3 separate regions of the Mus musculus genome follow, and regions 1 and 3 are each linked to region 2. Evidence: chromatin contacts called from public promoter capture Hi-C data. All regions are on one chromosome and are shown on one strand. The core of a region is the stretch at or near the end of the contact, and the rest is flanking DNA. Distances in the headings are between cores, read along the strand shown.

Evidence for each region. Promoter capture Hi-C pulls out the DNA fragments that hold promoters and counts their contacts.
Region 1: a contact with region 2 is called in a promoter capture Hi-C map of liver, with 2.6 times the contacts expected there. The contact joins the promoter of Cpb2 here to the promoter of Gpalpp1 in region 2.
Region 3: a contact with region 2 is called in a promoter capture Hi-C map of liver, with 4 times the contacts expected there. The contact joins the promoter of Lrrc63 here to the promoter of Gpalpp1 in region 2. A contact is called at or near these places in 3 of 39 promoter capture datasets (liver and pre-B cells).

Annotation. Positions count from the first base shown.
Region 1 is chr14:75,241,015-75,243,714 of GRCm38.p6, reverse strand. It overlaps Cpb2 (carboxypeptidase B2 (plasma)), which reads right to left and starts at 1,428. Exons shown (of 11, transcript NM_019775.3): 1 at 1,290-1,428. The coding sequence starts at 1,360.
Region 2 is chr14:76,109,530-76,112,229 of GRCm38.p6, reverse strand. It overlaps Gpalpp1 (GPALPP motifs containing 1), which reads left to right and starts at 1,415. Exons shown (of 8, transcript NM_026177.3): 1 at 1,415-1,613. The coding sequence starts at 1,526. Nufip1 (nuclear fragile X mental retardation protein interacting protein 1) reads right to left here and starts at 1,339. Exons shown (of 10, transcript NM_013745.5): 1 at 904-1,339; 2 at 233-306. The coding sequence starts at 1,297.
Region 3 is chr14:75,129,430-75,132,152 of GRCm38.p6, reverse strand. It overlaps Lrrc63 (leucine rich repeat containing 63), which reads left to right and starts at 1,270. Exons shown (of 10, transcript NM_027581.1): 1 at 1,270-1,382; 2 at 2,519-2,688. The coding sequence starts at 2,565. It also overlaps a transcript of Lcp1 not described here.

The DNA of each region.
Region 1 (2,700 bases), core at 179-2,678, 870 kb after region 2:
TTAAATAGCAGCATTGTGTCCAGCCTAGTACATGAGTCAAACACACTCCTAAATCACAAGAGATTTCTGCCCCCACCACTCAAAGACAATGATGTTGCCTCTACAGGAACTGGGTTAGGGTTAGGGTCAGGGTTACGGTTACAGTTAGGATTAGGGTTAGGGTCAGGGTTACGGTTACGGTTACGGTTAGGGTTAGATGATGTTATCAGAGTTGCTGCTACCTTCTAACAAAAGACAGTCATCAAGTTATGGAATATTAGAACCTACAAAGATCCTAAAATCATACTTACTTAACTATTAATAAAATATAGATGCACGAGTCACCAACTGTTCTAGCACTTCTGATCTTTGTATGAACTCATTAACAGCCAGTCTCTCACAATGGAATTTACTGCTTGCTACTTGACAATCACACTGAACAAAAGAGAATCAGCCAGCTATCCTAAACACAGCTTCAGCTGTACAACATTACCTGAATGAGTGAACATTCTATGGGTTTTCTAACTCAGAAAAGATTTTGACGCATAGACTTTTCCCCACCCAGACAGATCAAGTGCTGTCTCTCCCTGCGATTCTGTAAGAAGAAGACAAGGGCCCATCTCAGAGACAACTGGAAAAGGGTTATAGATACAAAACAAAAAAAAAGTATCACCATCCCAAAGTTATATGTCAATTTTAAAGCTTAGCCTCGCCTAGTTAATAATAATAACCAAGCAGGTATGCTGCAACTGTTATCCCATGTATTCAGTGTGCTCTAACATTTATTCATTTGTGTCCTAATTAGTTTACGGTCAAAGATTCTCAGGAAATCACTCCAACGAAGCTAATGAAGAAATAGCTAAGTTCTTCTATCCGTCCATTGTAACTCAGCACCCTCTCTCGGTCTCTGCTCAATGACTGTGTGTAATCCAGGTCTATTTCATACCTTTACCTTTAGCCTCTCCTATGCTCTATGAACAAGATTAAAACTTATTTATTTAGTTCATATATCTATGTGTTAAGGCAGGAAGAATATAAATCATGTGTTATGTGAAGGTACAGGCGATTCGTCAAGGTCCGATTTGTTTATTTAATCTCCATAGCCTCTGAGTATACTTATCACACTGGTAAAATGAAAGCAGAAAATGGAAAAAAAAAGTACTACTGATACCCTGTTATACCCAAACGACTTCAAGTCTCTGAAGGAACTGGCCTCTACCCAGTTGGCTCTCTATCCCAGGACACTACTTCTGCTCTGTGAGAGGCACACAAGTGGGAAGGACCCAGCCCGCCTAGGCCCCTGGTGTTACCTCTGAAAGGCGAAGCCATGCTGCTCATAGAGGATGATGGCTACCAGGATTCCAAGGCCATGAAGCTTCATCCCAACAGTGACTTGTGAGCAAGCCCTTGGGGAGAAAGTCCCAGGTAACTAATTGCCTAAGAGCCTTCTTTGCACACTGGTTAAAGTGTAACAGTGGGCTCCCTCTGGCTCCCGCAGCTCAGTTTACTGAGCCTCCACTCCCACAGTCTAAAAGAAACATACACGTACAATTAGTTAGGTCGTCTGATATCTGAACCCTCAAAAAACCAAAACAACAAATCATGATGATGAGCTCAACCATTGTGTTTAATTTAGACAATTTTAATCCTGGCATTGTGGCATGACGTCATGAAAGTCATGCAATTGAACTAAACAAACTCAAAAAGGTTCATGCTTTTAGTAAATTTCTGATTTTGCTTTGGGCCTCTTATAAATGCATTGTAGCAATTTGCTAAACACATGAAACTCAAGGAGAATGAAGACTGAAGTGTGGACACTATGCCCCTCCTTAGATTTGGGAACAAGACACCCATGGAAGGAGTTACAGAGACGGAGTTTGGAGCTGAGATGAAAGGATGGACCATGTAGAGACTGCCATAGCCAGGGATCCACCCCATAATCAGCATCCAAACGCTGACACCATTGCATACACTAGCAAGATTTTATTGAAAGGACGCAGATGTAGCTGTCTCTTGTGAGACTATGCCGGGGCCCAGCAAACACAGAAGTGGATGCTCACAGTCAGCTAATGGATGGATCATAGGGCTCCCAATGGAGGAGCTAGAGAAAGTAGCCAAGGAGCTAAAGGGATCTGCAACCCTATAGGTGGAACAACATTATGAGCTAACCAGTACCCCGGAGCTCTTGACTCTAGCTGCATATATATCAAAAGATGGCCTAGTCGGCCATCACTGGAAAGAGAGGCCCATTGGACTTGCAAACTTTATATGCCCCAGTACAGGGGAATACCAGGGCCAAAAAGGGGGAGTGGGTGGGCAGGGGAGTGGGGGTGGGTGGATATGGGGGACTTTTGGTATAGCATTGGAAATGTAAATGAGTTAAATACCTAATAAAAAATGGAAAAAAAAAAAAAAAAAAAAAGAAAAGAAAAAAAAAAAATAAATGCATTGTAGCTTGTGGATAGCCGGGTAGACACACCTAGGAGATAATTAATCCCTCAGAGAAGGCCTGGAATATTCTCAGAGGATATGATCTGATTCACGGAAGACTCACAGTCATGAAGACTGCCGAGACGATCCTGGTCCATGTCATGGAGAAGCCTCAGTGCAGAAGAATGCTTTCTTCCTCTGACTGTGTCCTTGTCAACATTTTCAACTTAGGTGAAGATAGAAGGTGAGTTTGCAAAATGTGGCTTAAAAAGCTGAGCAGCAGGGTCTGTG
Region 2 (2,700 bases), core at 166-2,665:
CACCGCCTGGCACCAAGACGGTTTTAATGTTCTTTCTTTTCCTATAATTTCATCATTTATTTTTCAATACTATTTTGTTTCAACATTTTACTTATAATTAAGTTCCTTAAACATACTACCCAAGTAAAGCTCTCCATGTCCACCACAGATGTGAAACACTGACAGTTACAACTTAATATATAGAGCAGTAACATTCAAGTTCAAAAGGCCACATTTATCATCTTGGAATTACCTTCGTTTTCTGTTTTCTGTTTTGAGGCAAATTGAATTTTGCATCATGTGATCGTGGAAAATAAGAATGTGTAACTAAAAAAGAAAAGAGGGTTTCATTTAAGATTGCAAAGGTACAATTGTTTATTGATCATTTTTTTCTTAGATTAAAAACAAAAACTGTGTAGGTAGCATGGAGTGCAGGTACTCTTGGAGGCCAGAAGAAAGCTATCGGCTCCTCTGAGGCTGGAGTTACAGGCAGTTGAGAGCCCAGTGTGGATGTTGAGAACCGAGCTTTGGTCCTCTGCAAGAGCAATAGAGTCTCATCGCCAACCCATTTCTCCACCTCCCCCCCAATCAATCCTTTTCTAATGCATACATACAATCATTACTTCCTAATACCTAGTTTTATCTCCTGTATCGCGTCTTCCTACACTGAGGGGATAGGAAGCTCTCAAAAGGTATGGATTTTTGTATGTTTTGTTTACTGCTATGCAAGTAGTCCCCAGTTTTATAGTTGGGTTAAATTAATAAAATTTTGGATGAGCAGGTGGCAGGAAACCTAGTGAGACACATTTTGAATACTCATTACCAGCCTCCAAAACTACAGCGCAAAGCTGAGAGATAAAAAGAGAAAGCTGGGAGAGGAAAGAAAGAGAAAGTAAAGTAGGGCCACTAGGAACTGCAGCTTACCCGGAGATTGGTAAGACGTGTGGTACGTGGAAAAACCATTAGGAGACAATCCCCAGTACCAAGGCGTGGAGGCTTGCAAATTCCAGGCCTGCTGGCCGCTGAACTGAGATTGAGCATCGGGCGGAGCCTGGGCATCGAAAGGAGGCTGCGCCGCGGGAAGAATCTGAGCATCGAACGGTGGAAGCGCTCCGGAGGGAGGCTGGGGCAGCACGTGAGGCTGTCCCTTCCGGCTCTGCTCCGAGCCCGCCACTGGGGACGACAGAGGAGGTGGTGGCGGCGGCAGCATGGCCCAGTACACCCAGTTGTCCCGCGGCGGCGCAGCTTCGCTCGGAGTCCCGGGCGCGGGAGTCAGATCCGGGGCCGAAGGCCACACGGCGGGTGCCGGTTCAGCCATGCCACCTAGCAAGCAGCGAGCCCAAAGTGCAACTGTGGAACTATCATTAAGCGTCACTTCCGTTACAGTAATCTGGCCAATGAGCCCATCGCGGGCTTACGTCATCAGACAAAGCCGGAAAAACCTTCGGGCCTTGCAGCAAATCCTGGTCTACACCGTCCAGCCTGGGTTTAGCTAAACTGCGTGTGCAGGTTGGCTTGGGCTTTGAGCGACTGTGCGTCGCAGCGAATGGCTAGGGACCTGATCGGGCCGGCACTGCCGCCAGGCTTCAAGGAGCACGCGACAGTTGAGGACGAGGAACGGGACCCGAGCCCGGGTAAGCAGCAGCGGGCGTCTGCACTCCCGGGAAGGACTGGCGACCACCGTGGAGTGGGCGCGGTCCGCCCTGGGGGAAAAGCTGGGCAACGCCTGAGTGTTTGGGACCCGATCATCGTTAAAATGACTATACAGTCCCAATTTGCTATTATTACGAATAGGACTGTGCTAACTGATCAATCTTCGTCCGGTCGTCTGTTTAACCCTTCCATCAACTGTATAAGAAAAGATGATGGATGGTGCATGTGTTACAAATGATGACAGCGGCTGATGAATCGGTGCCTAAGACACGCAGCTAGTCCGTGATGAAGCCCAAGTTAGAACCTAGTATCTCTATATCTTCAGATTTACAAGACTCTTGCCAAAGATCCTGTGCCTCTCTCCTCCCCGGCCTGACTTCCCGACCTCATTCTATCATTCCATCTTACACAGCAGCCCAGTGCCCACACAGTTCGAGTTTATGCTTTGACGATAGACTTTTGGGGGTGCTATGGTTGTACTTAAATGCCTGACAAAACGTCCTTCATATACCAGTTTAAGCGTCACCTTCCCGAGCATTGTCACGTCTTCCTCCGGGTTTTCCTCTCCCCAGTTACGCTAATATTTAACACATTCTGTTCAACTAATTTGTGGATATCTCAGTCTCCACCAATTCACTGTGTCTTGCAACCTTAACATGCATCTATGCCACATCAATACCTCGCACACTCTTTCATGCTTTTCCGGCTTTAGTGTTTGTTCCAGTTTGAAGGCCGGCGCTGACTCTACTTGGGAAAGAACAAAACTGACAGAATGTTGATCTGACTTTGTTTTTCTGGCTACCCAGAGACTATGTCTCCGGCAGATTCTTCCTTCCAGATCTTATTTCTAGTGCCGTTATTTTTAAAAATTCCCTTTATTCTTTGTTTTAGGAAGGAAATTTCTACCCAGTTAGGTTGAAGAAGTATGAGTGAATTCAATTTGGTAAATCCCCTGCAATTTCTTTACCTATTGTACAGGTAACAGACATTTGGGTAGATTCTGGTTTTGTTTTTGTTTTTAACTCTTACAAAGAGTGCCACTATGCACTGTGTATGTGTGTGCATGTG
Region 3 (2,723 bases), core at 21-2,520, 980 kb after region 2:
ATCCTTAAGAATAGAAACATTTCTGCTGTTTACAAAATAATGAACAATATACATTACTTGAGACAAACGTGGCCACCAGATTTGCCTTTCTGTCTGCTTCCTGTCTTTCAGGGAAACCAAGCAATGTAAAACAAACACAGACGAAAGTGAAATAAAATCCCTGGTTTGGAAAGGGTACCTAGTAAACAACAAAGTAATCTACATAACAAAACCACCAACCAACACACCACAGGACAACAGTTGTACAGCATTACCCAGATTCATCTTTAATTATTTTCCCATTGGTTCAAAATATATGCTTGCTCTTAGGAGAAAAAGGAAGACTTGGTTAGTAAACGAATCTAGAAGTCTCTGATTTCCCAAGGTGCTATTGAAATTCCCACACCCTTATTTAAGAAGAGAAACACTTAAGGGAGGTGACTGGAAGGAAGTGCCCCTTACTTGAATTCTCAGTTGGATTTTCCCGTCTCTGTAATAGGTTCTTTCCAGTTTTCGTTCTCAAATCTCCAGAGAAGCAAGCACATACAGGCAAACAAGCGCGGTATATCTACCACTGAACATGGAGACAGCACCAACACCGGTAATCACAGCCAACCACCGTGACAGTGAGACCTGGGTGTCCTTTTAAAGAGCTTTGGAACCACTCACTGCCTTACAGCTCTCGGTTCCCACACAGTTCCACTTCCACCAAGAACTTTAAAAACAGAAAGACAAACCAGGTTGCACCCAAGAGACAAGAAGGAAAACAGAACGTGCGATTTGGAGACAAGGGTTTTACTGCAAAATGAGTAACGGTGGCCAGCTGCCCAAAAGTGTAGCCGTATTAGAAAATGCCAACCCAGTCTCCAGACACCGGTGTCAAGTCATGGAGAAAAGTAAGTAAATAATAGTGGCCACTGTTTTAAGAGTAAGAATAGTAATAACGATTGTCACCACAGCCTTCCGTACAGCTACACGTGGAGCCACTCCTCCCGGCTCCACCACTTCAGCCTCCGGGCATCCTGCGCTGCCCGCAGCAGAATTAGGGGCCACTGGCCTAAGGTGGCGAAATCAGTGGGTGGATCGAGTGGGCGGGGCAGATGGGCGGGGCTCAATGCCCCGCCCCTAGTTCCCGACGTGCCCAACCCTCGTGCGCCTGCGCTTCTTACCGGGCTAGCTGGGGGGGGGGGGTGTGCGGGTGCGGGGGGGTGGGGAAGTGTTGGGGGGCGGGGACTAGTTGGTGGTCCTTACTATGAGCGTAATTCGGCTGTAGCAGGGCTTGGGGATGCTGCTAAAGGAGCTGCGTCCAGCACAAACATGGAATTAGACCTAACTGGAGACCTCGCTAGACAGTCACTGGCAGCCAGGACTCAGGGATAAAGGAGATGGACGTGGGAAATCTGGTCTGTGTGCTTGAAGGCAGGGTCCGTAGGAGCTGGACACTTGGGGACTGGGGGGTGGTGATGGGGTCTCCCCACCAACTAGAAAAGGAAACTTGTGGCGGGCGGGCACGCGCTACCAGCCGACAAATCAGGAGCGAGCGCTGGCCTGCAGTTACCTTTCGCGGGTAAACCGCTCTTCTGCACCGCACCAGGGTTCCCTGCCTGCCGGGCATTCCGCGGAGCTGCACTGTGCCAGGCACTTTTGAGGTTGCCCTGAAAACAAAGACTTATTTTGGGCGGTGGGGCGTGGGGGGGGGGGCGGAGGACAGCTGGTGTCCTTATTTCCCTATTCTCTGGGATTCCCCGCCATCCTGGAACATCTCATTGTATTAAAAAGCCTGTCTTATTTTGGAGTTGCATAATTATGGACAAATTAAGTCAGCTGAGAGTTAAAACAAGCCATCGCCATACAAGAAAACCGTTTGTGTATGGTTAGATACTGTGGGATTTCAGAGGCCTTTACCTTCTTTTTTTTTTTTTTTTCCAAAATCCCTTCTAAGTCTATACTGATAATATTTGGGAGGTAGTGAATGAAATGCCAATGCCTATATTGCAGGGAGAGAGGTCACCATTTACTGACTGAAAATAGCGTTGGCTGGTTGAATTTCATACTCACACGGGAAATGTTAGCAAGGTCTAGATTAATAATAGAATATGTTTTATCTATATTAATTATTAATCTAAATTTTTAAAAGAAACCACCCTTCCCCGTGTAGCCCAGGCTGACCCTCCTGTCTCAGGCTTTCAAGTGTTGGGCTTACAAATGTATTTCCCAACTTCTAATTTTAAGCAAATTGGAAAGCAGGGGGATTTGGCTCAGTGATATGGCCTTGCATGAGACCAGAGTTTCAATATCCAGTACAGAAAGAAAACGTTAAACTTTTTGAATGCCTCTCTGTCTTTCTTAAGCTCCATGCTTAAGCCTGTATTAAAAATATGCCATTTTAAAAGTACTTCAAAAATAAATTTTAAATGATTTTTTTTACTCTTTCCCCCCCCCCCCTCCTTACAATGCTAGCCTGCTTAAACTCAGTATCATAGCAACTCAGAATGGTTTCCGTAAGGATATTTTCTAAGTGATAACCACTTCTTTTCAGTAACGATTCGTTCTCAGGAAGTTCAGTTCTCACTTAACCAGCAGCTATGAAAAAGAGCATTTATCGCTCACTCAAAACCCAGCAGCATCCACTACTTCTGCGAAGACCCTTACCTCCAAAGCTCCCTAAAGTACCTTTATTAAAAAAGAAAGTTCGTATAGTACATACAGGTATGTACAGATATGTGTATTAACCTTGGTGTGTT